3 separate regions of the Mus musculus genome follow, and all the other regions are linked to region 1. Evidence: chromatin contacts called from public promoter capture Hi-C data. All regions are on one chromosome and are shown on one strand. Each heading gives the region's core, a stretch centred on a gene start, on an enhancer-like site or on the middle of the called end of the contact. The rest is flanking DNA. Distances are from core to core; before and after follow the strand shown.

Region 1 (4,147 bases), core at 1,081-3,580:
AAAAAATGACTTATCTGCTATGGCAAGGCCTTAGCATATTGTGTGCCTTATCTTACTTATCTACCACGTCAAGTTATATTATGGGAGATTCCACAGTATATATTCCTGTCCCGCTATTTACTTCTGAAACCAGTGTGGCTGCAACAGTGGGGAGGTGCAGTGTGTGTGGAAGCAGGGTTGTAGGGGGTGCCCTTGTCCTTTAAGGTCCAGGCAGAAGTGCTTTTTATCCAGATATAATTTATATACAACTTACACATTTAAAACGTGCAACTCAAAGGTTTTTAGTGTATCCAGAAAGTCATTTAGAACATTTATATTATTCCCAGGAGCACCCTTAGCCTTCACCCTGGGCTCATTTAAAACTGAGGCAATTACGAACATGCTGTCTGTCTCTACATAGCTGCTTTCTTTGGACATTTCGTATAAATGGATTCATATAAAATATAGTCTGTCATCATTTATTTTGAGGACATAGTTTTCTAGGTCCAGTCACACTGTAACAAGCATGAGTTTTGGATTTCTTTTCTGGTTGCTGAATAATACTACCAAATTCCATCTATACACTTACCAGTACATGGCTATCTAGGTTGTTTTAACTTCTCATCTTCTAGAATAATCCTGTCATGTAGAAGCTTTGGTGCAGACTATGTTTTCATTTCTCTTGGACACAAACACAAGCATACATATCTAGGAATAGAATTGCTGCATTGCATAGTAACTCTATAGTTAGTCACTGTAAAAACTGTCAAATGGTTTTCCAAGGTGGCCACACCACTTTACAAAGCATCTCAACAGCCGTGTATGAGGTTTCTAATTCCTCCATATTCTCATTAACTCTGGTTATTGTTTATGGTGTGTGTGTGTGTGTGTGTGTGTGTGTGTACTAAAGAACTGACATATTAACTGTAAAAAACAACAGGCCAAGCACAACAGTTTCATACTCTGATCATATTTACCTCCACATTCCCTCCTCCCCACCCTTGGCTCTTCCCATATCATCTCACATGACTTCCTCCTATTTTTATGCCTTTTGATTCTGGCTATCCTTATGGGGATCAATTGGTTTGAGCTACATTTCCCTAATGATTAATGAATCTAAGCTTCTTATGATGGGCTTATTGGCTATCTGTGTATATTCTGTGTAGGAATGTCTTTTCAAATCCTTGGCTCATTTTAAATTGCCTAAACCAAGATTATGACAATTTACACTTCCATTGTCTTGAAGGAGTTTTATAGCCTTAGCTTTTACATTTAAATCATTGACTAACTTTTGTTTTTACACATGGTGGAAGGCAGGACCCAATTTTGTTCCTTTCCATGTATATATTTACTTTTCCAGCACTACTTGTTTATAAGACTATTTCTGGACTCTTAATTCTACTCTACTGGTCTGAATATTTATTGTTCTGCATGTAAAGTACTATTGTGGCTATTGTAGCTTTACCATTAGTTTTGAAATTAAAAGCTTTTTTTTTTTTTTTTTAAATCAGTCTTCTTTTTCATGTTTTTTTCCCCTTCCCAATTCGAGGTCCTTTCACTTTCCATATGAATTTAAATCAAATTTAAGGTGATGCATACACAAATAACTTCTTTAAATCAGTGCTAACACAAGTATAGAATGTCTAGATTAGTGGTTCTCAGCCTTTCTATGCTGCAACAGTTTAATACAGTTCCTCATATTATGGTGACTCTCCCAACCATACGATTATTTTTGTTGTCACTTCATAACTGTAATTTTGTTAGGTATGAGTTGTAATGTAAATATCTGATATTTCCGATGGTCTTAGGTGACTTCTGCAAAAGGTGACTCGACCTCTCCCAAGGGATCGAGAGCCACAGGTTGAGAATTGCTGGTCTAGTGAATAAAGTTCAAGGAGCAAAGCCCAGGAGTTAGAGACTGGCTTCTTTCTACTACTTTATTAGTATGCACATGCGTGCTTGCAGGTGTGCGCATGCGGGACCTCTCAACCCCAGGGTCCTGTTCCCTGTGATGTTTCTCCACAGGCTCTGGGCGGTGTCTGCTCCCCGTCCTTTGGGTACTTACGAAGGAGTCACTGGCGACCAGCACCACGTTGGGCGCCTGGTTCACTTGCATCCTTTTCTTCTGTGTTCTGGGGGCCGGTGCTGCGAGTGCTAACGCTGCGACCACCGACACCAACAGCAACAGCATCGCGGGCATGGCCGTTCAGAAGCGGCTGCTGAGCGGGTCTCCTGTAGCCTGCTCTCCAGTCATGAGCAGGGGCCGGACTCTAGGGACAAGACTAGAAGTTTGGCTTACAAATACAGAAGTAAATATGAGCGGCACCTAGAAACTACACCTCCCATCAGGCCAAGGGCAGGCGCATGCGCAAAAACCAATCGCGCTCAGCCCATGTGAAGACCGTTTTAATCAAATTTCGAGCTAATGATAGCTCTGCCAGTTCCTCTCACTCAAGCGATGTCTGGGGAAGCGCGCATGCGTTGTTCAGACTTGTACTTTGTGGCAGTCCCACATGCCCAGGTGGGTTCTGATCGCTTCGGTTTTGGCAGAAGTTGAAATCTAAAGGCAGTAGAAGTGGTATTTAGGGGGAGAAAATACTGAGCATGAGCGTGATGTTACGGGCTGTCTTCCTTTTGTGCGGGGCTGAATGTTCGCTGACAAAGTGAACTTGGCGGTGATGAGGTGGCAGTGATTCTGTCACTTGAATTGGATTGGGTTGTGCCTATATGGGACTTTAGGCTAGGTCACCTCGTGTGTGGTCTGGGTAGTGGTGTGGATTTCTGCTGCGTTCCGGAACCCTAGTCAGGAAGCCCCCCTCATCGTATTTCCTCCGTTTGCCGACCTGTAAGGATTATGCTCATGTGGGTTGAAGAGCGGGCCTAATAAGTTTCAGGTTCCAGATACGGAACAGCTTGGCTGTTCTTTGTCTTTGGAGTAGCAATAGGGACCGGTTCTAAAAGGTACAGATGTGGACTGTGTGAAGTGTGCGGTTAATTGATGTATGCTCGGAGTAACATTGTTGGGTATAGAATAATCAGCTGTTCCTTTTTTTGATTGCTAGATTCCTTTGGAGAATTCTGGAAGAAGCACGTTTCTATTTTCAAGTCAAATTATTCACTGATAAGTTTCAGGTATATATAATTGTACATTACACCACTTGTGTTGATTTTCTGGCAGGAAAAGGAGGAGTAATGCTATTTATTTAAAATCTCAACTCTCATATCTGGCAGCCTTGTGTACAGATTAATTGTAATAAAACACCTTACACATCTAATACAGAGCGGTATGTGTTTAGTGTCTGTTAAGCTTTACTGTATATTTACTGTGTAGCATGCTTTACGTGGAATGTACTCCTTAATCTTCACTTAGACTACTTTACAGATGCGAAAACAGAGAGGTTAAATAACTTTTCAATAGCTTATCTAAGTAGATTACCTCCTAAACAGGGCACACTCCCCAGAATTGTGTTGAGTAAATTTGGAATGTAGGACATACTTTACAGAAACAATATCAACTGGTGCTTAGTTTTATAAAAATTACATTTGGTATTCTTTTTTTTTTTTTTTTTTTGCATAGTAATGATTCGTTGAACACAGATGATCCTTGAAGGCTCTGTTTCTGCAGGCCCTTGTTCTGAGGACAGAGCACATCCTTTTCTTCTTTCTGTAATTGCGGTGTCAGTGAGAGCAGGCGCTGTAGCAGGTTGGTGGAATAGGTATTTTAGGGACGCAGTTTCAAAGGGCTGCTAGAACCTAAGAGGTTTCTAGTACTTTTCATCAGACACGAAGTGGGGCATATAAAGGTCCTCCCTGCTAGCTTGTCCAGCCCATACTTCACCTTCCCTGGTGGGAAAACTTCCACTGAGCAGCTCGTTCTATACTCGTGGAGGTTTAAGTATTAAAAGTTCTGATTTAGAGCTGAAGACAGTCTTCTGCTTTTAGCTACTCATTAATTCATTGTGCTTTGATATTACACTGATAAAAGCCTGCCTTCCTGTTTCTTCTCCAATAGTAGTCTTCTCAGTCCTGCTAACTAGTCTTCAGCTAGTTATTGCTTTACTGCAGGTTGCTTCACTTCTTTTTGTTTTCTCCTGGAATCTTAACCTTTTAAATTTAATTAACTAATTATTTTCCTGTACATAGCCACTGCAGCTTCCTTTTCCTCCTC
Region 2 (4,147 bases), core at 1,035-3,534, 2.5 Mb before region 1:
CAAGAGCCTCACTCCACCAGTCTACTGAAGATCATAGGTTCGTCCACGGGCTGACGACAATAGGAAGAGTAACCTGTGAGCAAGGCAATTTTACAAAGAGCTTGACGGCTTCCTGTTCATTAGGGTTACATCACCGAGATCAACTGGAGGGAAGGCCAGAGACATAGGACTGTCAAATGTCACTGCAATGCTGACAAAATCATAGGAATAAATGACTCTGAAGAAGAGATCCATTTGATAAAGGTGTAGAAGTATAAGAAGTCTCAGATGGATTCAATGATCCTACTCCAGCCCCAAAGGAGTTTGTAACCAAGTACCACCCCTGTCTTTGTAACCACAAACCCTGTCCCCACCTGTTCAGACGAAGCCAGTGTCCCCGTGATTCCTCCCAAGCTCTGTGCTAGGAGGTTTAGTGTCAGTCTGACACAAGTTGAAAGTCTTTTGGGAAGAGGGAACCTCAACTGAGAAAATGTCCCCACCAGATTGGTCTGTGGTACATCTTCTTGATTGATGACTAATGTGGCAGTGCCACCCGTGGGCTGTTGATCCTGGGTGCTATAGAAAAACAAGCTGAGCAAGCCATGGGAGTAAACTAGTAAGCAGCATTCCTCCATGGCTTCTGCTTCAGAACCTTCCTTGATATCCTTTAGTGATGTGGATACATAAGCATAATAAACCCTTTCCTCTCCAAATTTCTTTCAGTTATGGTGTTCATCGAAGCAATAGAAACCCTAAGATACCCTCATGCTGAAATAGGTGCTCCATTTCTGAAACCTTCTATTTAAAAGCACCATTTTTAGAAAATGCCCAATCACACTTCTGATTACACGTGTGAGAAACATGAGAATGCCGTTTTGAGAACAATGAGCTCCAAAACTTAAGTTTCTGAGGCCACCATAGAGTAAGGAGCTGGTCACTAATGAAAAGCACCAACAGCCAACAAGCTTCTGAAAACAGGAAATATCATTTTTTGCTTGATCTCTGCAGGCCATCGTCCTGGGCTGTCACAGCACTGGCCACTTCACTCTAGAAACTGTGTATACCCTAAACCAAGAAATATTTAAGAAGATTAAAATGAAGGCCAGAAGAACCTGATACTCTGTTATTCTTGCAGAGAGGAGCCTAGCATAACTGTCCTCTTAAGAGGCTCTACCCAGCAGCTGACTGAAACAGATACAGAGACCCACAGCTAAACATTAGACAGAGCTTGGGGAGTCTTATAGAAAAGTTGGAGCAAGAATTGAGATCTGGGGGGGACAGGAGTCCACAAGACCAACAGAGTCAACTAACCTGGGCCCTTGGGGGTCTCCCAAAGACTAAACCACCAACCAAAGAGCATACATGGACTGGACCTACACCCCACCCCAACACATATATAGCAGATGTGCAGCTTGGTCTTCATTCAAGTTCCCCAACAAATGGACCCGGGTCTGTCCCAGTGTTGCCTACCTGTGGATCCCGTTCCCCTAACTAGGCTGCCTTGTCTGGCCTCAGTGGGAGAGAATGTGGCCAGTCCTGCAGTGACTTGATGTGCCAGGGGTGGGTTGGTACCCAGTGGAGCCTCCCCTTCTCAGAGAAGGGGAGAGGGAGTAGGGAAGAGAGTAGGGGCTGGCATCAGGACGTAAAGTGAACAATTAATGGACTCCGATGGTTTATCTGAGTGGCCTACCCCCTTCTGAGATGAGAAGGGGAGAGGGGACAGGGGAGAGGATAAGAGGAGAGTAGGGGCTGACATCGGGATGTAAAGTGAATAAATAAATTTAAGAACCCAGATGGTTTTATCTGAATGAGTAATGGGAAGTCCGGGAAAAAGATCTTCTTGAGATATAACCTACCTTTGCATGTTAGCCAGGATTAAGATTTATATTACCGCAAAGGAACTTATTCTTCTGACAAAAGGGGCAAGTGACCTGTAAAAACTCTTTTTGACCTTTTCTGGCCATCTTGAACTGCATGTTATCAACACAGTAACCTCACACCCGAGAAATCGGTATTTGAGTTTCCTGAGTCTCCTCCGTGTTTTCTTAACTTTTGGACGCTCCCCTAGACTTTGAAGAGCCAGGATCAGGGTCGTCCCCGCCATCATCCTGGGGCGCCGCCGTAAGGCTGCACAGGGCCTTAAGAAGAGCAACGCAAAGAAAAAATTTCCAAGAACCGGGTGCCGCCAAGGTTGGTGGCGGACCTGGGCTCCCACAGGCATGCCGGGAGTACGGCGCAAGAGGCTGACGTCACGCGCGCGCGCCGGTCGTGCGGTCGTCGTGAGGTTGCGAGTGCGTGGCGGAGCGTCTGGCTCCCAGAGGGCCGTGCGCGTCCACTTCCGCCAGCTGCTCGGTTCCCGGAAGCGGTGGCCGGCAAATCCGGCCAATCCCCCAGCGCCGGGTGTGGGTTATCGGGAGCATGCGGGGCGGCCGGCGGCCCGCGCGAGGCGCGTTGGTTTCCCCGCGGCGGTGGCGGTGGCGCGCAGCGGCTCTCCCGTGAGCGGCGGGCGGCGGCGGCGCTCGGCCCGCAGGTTGCGGCGCCATGTGGAGCGGCCGCAGCTCTTTTACCAGCTTGGTGGTGGGCGTGTTCCTGGTGTACGTGGTGCATACCTGCTGGGTCATGTACGGTATCGTCTATACCCGTCCGTGCTCGGGTGACTCCAACTGCATCCAGCCCTATCTGGCCCTGCGGCCCAAACTGCAGGTGAGCGTCCGGGAGCCCTAAGAAGGCGCCTCCCGGCCGGGTGCTACCACCCACCCCCTACTGGCACTGGTCAGAGGGTTTCGGGCTACCAGTTTTGCCCCTTATCACTGATGTCACTGTCCAATGTTCTGGTTAGGTGGCAGTGAGAGCTGGAGTTGAGACTTCTCTGTTCTCTGCTGCTCTCTTGTTACCCCTTGGTGCTCTGCCCTACCCCGATTATAACTGAGATCCAGTTGCCCTACACGTGTTTCCTAACGGGACCCCAGTGGAAGTTAACAGGAGATCTCCAGCCATATGGGAGTCAGGCTGCTAGCTCTGCCCTCTTATCACCTGTGTCACTTCCTGCTTCTAGTGGGAATTCCGGACAGGTCAGCTCTACAGTTAGGTTCCTTGTTCACAGCAGTGTCACACAGGCCATCTTGCCCAAGCTCACCCTCTGAGAGGTAGCCCTCAGATTGCTACCCTCTCACAATAGTTACATGTTTTCTATCAGGACCTTTTGGCTATTCATTCTTGCTCACTCTTTCCAGCTGAGTGTTTACACCACCACACGGTCCAGCCTTGGTGCAGAGAACAATGTGGACCTGATCTTGAACGTGGAAGACTTTGATGTGGATTCCAAATTTGAAAGGTGTGGATGTGGGACAGATTGCCAGAGATGGGTTCCAGGATGTCATGGATAGCATTGTATGTAGAGTGAGGACATCCTATAGAAGCACTCCTGTCTAGGGTCTGTGTAAACAGTCAAGCTGAAAGTAACAGGTGTTTGTCACTTAGCAAGTAGCTTTTACTGCAATCTAAGGGCAGCGTGGTTTACTACAGCCCATGTAGTCTCCCAAGGAATGATACATTGGCCTACCTAGTAAGAGTAGTTAGTTCACTTGTTACTTACAAGTAAGTGACCTTTGGCATTAGAATATAAATCTCAATGCTCAGCTATATACAGTAACTTTTGGGAATTAACATGGCTTAGCATTTGACATATGATTTTAACGTGCAAAAGTTCAAATAAAATTTGTAAAATTGCTCATCCAATCAAGATCCTGTACTGCCCAACAGGTATCAAGCTCACTAGCCAACCAGTCTTTAGCTCCCACCCAGTGCATCACTGTCCATGCCTATTAGCCTGTGGCCCTAGGGTAGTTATTAACTACCCATGCCCATCCTCTTGAAATGGAGGTTGGACGTCCTGGTGCCATTCACTAGTTTTATAGGGGCAAATCCCGCCTCCTATTCATCACCCTGTGCCAGGATAGATAGTGAAACATTCATTTTAGAGCCTGGAAGAAGTTGAAGAAGCATGAGTGGTCCTGGTCCTGAGCTCCACGTCTGTTTGTACCCGCCAGAAACACCACAGCAGAATAGTCCGTAGAGACAGCACCTGTGTATTCAGAGCCCTCTTAGTTCCCCAGTGGAAACAACTCTTTTTAGAAGCTTTAGAGGAGTCTACACCCTGTGTGCTTCT
Region 3 (4,147 bases), core at 846-3,345, 2.0 Mb before region 1:
ACAAGTTCCTGGTCAGCCAGAGCTACATAGAAAGACCCTGACTTGCAAGCAAGCAAGCAAGCAAGCAAGCAAGCAAGAGCAAATAATGGAGGCGAGCAGGCTGAGCACTAGTATTCATTGCTATTTGCTTCCTAACTGCAAACGCAATGTGAACAGCTACCCTACACCCTAGCCACTATGCCTTCCTCACCTTGACTTTTATCTCCTCCAGCTGTGAGTCAAAATAAACCTTCTCACTCTTAAGTTGCTTCTTTTTCTTTTTTTTTTTAAAAAAGATTTATTTTATTTATTATATGTAAGTACACTGTAGCTGTCTTCAGACACTCCAGAAGAGGACATCAGATTTCGTTACGGATGGTTGTGAGTCACCATGTGGTTGCTGGGATTTGAACTCGGGACCTTCGGAAGAGCAGTCGGCACTCTTAACCACTGAGCCATCTTGCCAGCCCCTTAAGTTGCTTCTTGTCGGTTTTTTTTCCCCCACATAGGAAATGAGAAAACCAACTAATATACCCTCTTACTAAATAACAAAGTCTTTATACAGAGAATCCTCCTGGTTGACCTGAATACTATCAGCCAATAAAATCAACCTGACACAGTTTTTACATGTACTTGGAACACTCTCCAAGAGAAACCAGATTCTTGGGCATTAAACAATCTCTGCAGACTTAAGCGAACCAAAATCATACACAGTATGTTCTCTGACAATAATAGAATTACACACAAAAAAACAAGAAAACCTCCCGACACATAATTCGTTAAAAAGACATCCCTAAAGAATAAAAATGTGAGCAATCACTAAATAATTTGGAGGTCTAAGAAGATACCTAAAGGGATATTTGAAAAGCATATTAAAATCAATGAAAATTAGAACCAGTCATGGTGGCAACTGCCTGCAATCCTAGCCACTTGAGTGTCGGACTAAAATTCCAAGGCCAGGTTCCGTTAAAAATGGAGATCAAGGTCATCTTGGCTTAATAACACACTTGAAAAATTAAAAAAACGTTTGGGGTGAAGTCCCATGACAGGGCATTTGCTTAGCATATGCAAAGCCCTATGTTCTATCTCCAGTACCTTAACACACAGTAGAAATATAAACACTAACAAATGTGTTAGTGTGTGCAGCTATGTGATACGTAAAGAGAAATGTACAGATTAAGAGATTTAAATTATAAAACAAGCTTTAATCCACACGTTTCACTTCTAGAATCTAAAGAGGAAAATAAATGCAAAGCAAGCACAGAGAAAAAGGTAAAATTTAAAAACAGTGAAGACAAATCAACCAACCCAAAAGTGGTGTCTTTGGCATGACCAAAAACCGTATATCTCCAACATGACTGAAAGATAGAGCCAGATTAAGTACCATTTATGAAAATGGGGAATATCCCTACAGGCCCCACAAGCATTAATAAAATAGTAAGAGAATGCTGTAGTCAGTTCTATGTAGATATGGTTGACAATCAAGAAAAAACGATTTAGATAACGAAAATGCACTCTAGGTGAAACCACTATAAGTTTAAAAATCGTAATCGAATTTAAAAAATGGTAATCGAAAATCTTCAACAATGGAAAATTCTAGGCCTGCGTGGTTTCCCTGTCAAAGTCCAGGGGAAAAAAGTTAAAAAGGAAAAAAAAAAAATCACAACACAAATTCCGCACGATCTCTTGCTCAAAACGTAATGGGGCCTTGATGTCCAAACCATATAAAAAGAGACCTGCATCTTCATAAGCGAAATGCCATGTAGGAACCCAGGAAGACAGATGAAAGCTGCTGCAAAAAAGAAGCGGGGGGCTCAGCCTGACCGCGGTCCCACAGAAAACCCAGGCCGCGTCCACCGGCTCTCCAGGACCTTAGCCACGCCCTTCCCCACAAACCCGCCCAGCCGGCCCCGCCTCCTTGCCCCACGGGCCGAGACCGTTTGTGGTCAAGTGCCATTCGCACGGAGGCAGAGCTATCAGGCCCGGCAGGCCAACCCAGTCTGTCCCCCACGCACCCAGGTCGCGGTGGGGACCCAGGCCGCTGCGCTCTCGTACAGTCTCTTCACACAAAACCAACCGCTGGCCTGGCGCCATGTTTTCAAACCGGACGCTGGCGCGCGGCGCCTGCGCTGTGACGTGATCTGGAACGGGCGGGCGGGACCAAGCCTGCAAGGGGCGGGCCCAGGAGGGTGGGCGGAGCTTCGGCTGTGTTTAAAACTTTCTTTGGGACAGGTTCACCCAAGCCATCCTAATCCGCTGAGCTCTGAGTGCAACCTCACCCTGCTCTGGCTCCTCCCCAGGACAACCCCATTGCGTTCAGTGCGGTTTGTGGAAACAGCTGTTAGTGCCCGGGGCATTCGCACCTACTCCCACTTCCATTCATTTCCTACTCCCTCCAGGAGCCTTCTCTCCTAAGGTTTCTTCCTGTCCCAGCCCCTGAGATGCTCCCCCCCCCCCCCCCCGCCAACCCCCACGCACTTCCAAAAGTTCTCATCATGTGGCTGGAGAGACAGGCTGTGTGCAAAAAAAAAAAAAAAAAAAAAAAAAAATTTCTCCTAACTAAGACACATTGAAAGTCCTTTCATCAAACCTGGGGTCTACTAATAACTTCCAGGCATTGGAGAGATAACTAAGCTTTTCAGAAGCAAATTAAGGCTTGTATGCTTGCCATCTAAGACATGTGGCGCCTCAGGACACAACACAGATTTCAATCACCCTCTCTTATTCTATTTTCTCTGACCAAGATCAGAGTCCAAGTGGGACCTTGGGGAGACGGATGGTCTGTCAGGGACAGACCCAAGACCAGCTTTTCTACTGCAATGAAAGTGCCAGTAGAAACTTGGGAAGTAACGTTTCTGTTTACTAACGTTTTACATCTTCACTGAAGAAAGAGGGACAAGGATTAGCTTTGCACCCTGCAAAGATTCCTACAAGCCTATGATTTCTTACAAGCCTCAGTAAAAGGTTATGCTAATGATTAATTACTACCAAGTACTCTTTCCGGTGGTTTATTAAATACCATCTGCCGTGGTAACATTAGACTGTGGCCAAACCTACATGCATTTAAGCTGTTTTATGTCCTTAAGTTCCATTTGAGGTGTTTAGGAGTGAGCCAGCAGCACTTGAACTTGATTTGGTGCTGGTGAAGACACAGAGCAAGGAACAGTGTTGTGACTCGGAGATAGAGATGATGAGCCAGGCTGGGTCACATCAGGAACAATCCCTTCTGCCTCATAGTTCATAAAGCTTTCCCAACTAGACCTGGAGGTTAGCAGGAACCTTCCTTAGCTGGAGTCCCACAGCCTGGTCTTCCCTACTACCTGGAGAGTTGGCAGGCAGTCCTACCCAGAACATTCTGTTGATCTCACATACACACCCCCCCCCCATGCTGCTCCCAACCTTGGCATTCATCAGCTGTCTGAGATGGGGTAAGAAGAGCCACTGTTGCCATGTATAAGGCTTGTGCTTCTTTTTGTATGCTCTCTCTGTAGGACATGCCAAAACATGTGCTGCTTAAGACCCACAACCTAGGCCAGCTGGACATTGGTGGGAGCAGAGGAGGCCTCTCTGGCTCTTTCTACCTGATACCCCTTGTGGTTTTCTAGGATCTTCCATGGAGGCTTTCACTCTCCAGCCTGAATCTCTAAACATGTGGGCACAAAATATATAGTCATCTTCAAAAAGACCAGGAGGGAGGCAGGGCAGCCTGAGGCTGACCCACCCATATGTGCCTGAAGAAAATATAGGTTCAAGCTGGCCCCTGAGGGTTTCTGCCTTTCTCCATGACTGTCTTTGGCCATAGGGAGTAAAAGGAGGAGGTGCCATCAAGACTGAGAGTTTTAGATAGGAGGAGGGCCCTGCATCCTCAGTGGGCCTCTTAGAGCTATGGGTGACATGACATTGTTAGCGCTCCTCATTCTCTTGTAGGGGCAATACTCTAGTATGTTTCCTTAGCTAGTTAGATCTCTCCTTCCTGTTACAAAAGCTGGGCTTATGTGCATACCACAGTACTTCCTCCTAAAGTCAATCAGGAGCCACACCAGCCTGTTGGCAATGTTGAAAAGAATGCTTCCATGCTCATAGGTGGACCTCCCACTGGTGCAAGGCACATAGTTGCTAGAGGCGCTGGCTCTGACTGCATATCCCCAGACTAATGTTAGAACCCAGT

What was found. Promoter capture Hi-C pulls out the DNA fragments that hold promoters and counts their contacts.
Region 2: a contact with region 1 is called in a promoter capture Hi-C map of liver, with 4 times the contacts expected there. The contact joins the promoter of Clptm1l here to the promoter of Arsk in region 1. A contact is called at or near these places in 3 of 39 promoter capture datasets (liver and pre-B cells) and 1 of 9 other capture datasets (liver).
Region 3: a contact with region 1 is called in a promoter capture Hi-C map of pre-B cells, with 2.3 times the contacts expected there. The contact joins the promoter of Cep72 here to the promoter of Arsk in region 1. A contact is called at or near these places in 3 of 39 promoter capture datasets (liver, pre-B cells and second pharyngeal arch cranial neural crest), 2 of 484 Hi-C or Micro-C datasets (CD4 T cells and pre-B cells) and 1 of 9 other capture datasets (liver).

Annotation. Positions count from the first base shown.
Region 1 is chr13:76,096,330-76,100,476 of GRCm38.p6, forward strand. Arsk (arylsulfatase K) reads right to left here and starts at 2,331. Exons shown (of 8, transcript NM_029847.4): 1 at 2,045-2,331. The coding sequence starts at 2,179. Ttc37 (tetratricopeptide repeat domain 37) reads left to right here and starts at 2,405. Exons shown (of 44, transcript NM_001081352.2): 1 at 2,405-2,500; 2 at 3,042-3,111.
Region 2 is chr13:73,601,718-73,605,864 of GRCm38.p6, forward strand. Clptm1l (CLPTM1-like) reads left to right here and starts at 2,285. Exons shown (of 17, transcript NM_146047.2): 1 at 2,285-2,682; 2 at 3,213-3,313. The coding sequence starts at 2,521.
Region 3 is chr13:74,060,190-74,064,336 of GRCm38.p6, forward strand. It overlaps Cep72 (centrosomal protein 72), which reads right to left and starts at 2,096. Exons shown (of 12, transcript NM_028959.3): 1 at 1,995-2,096. The coding sequence starts at 2,073.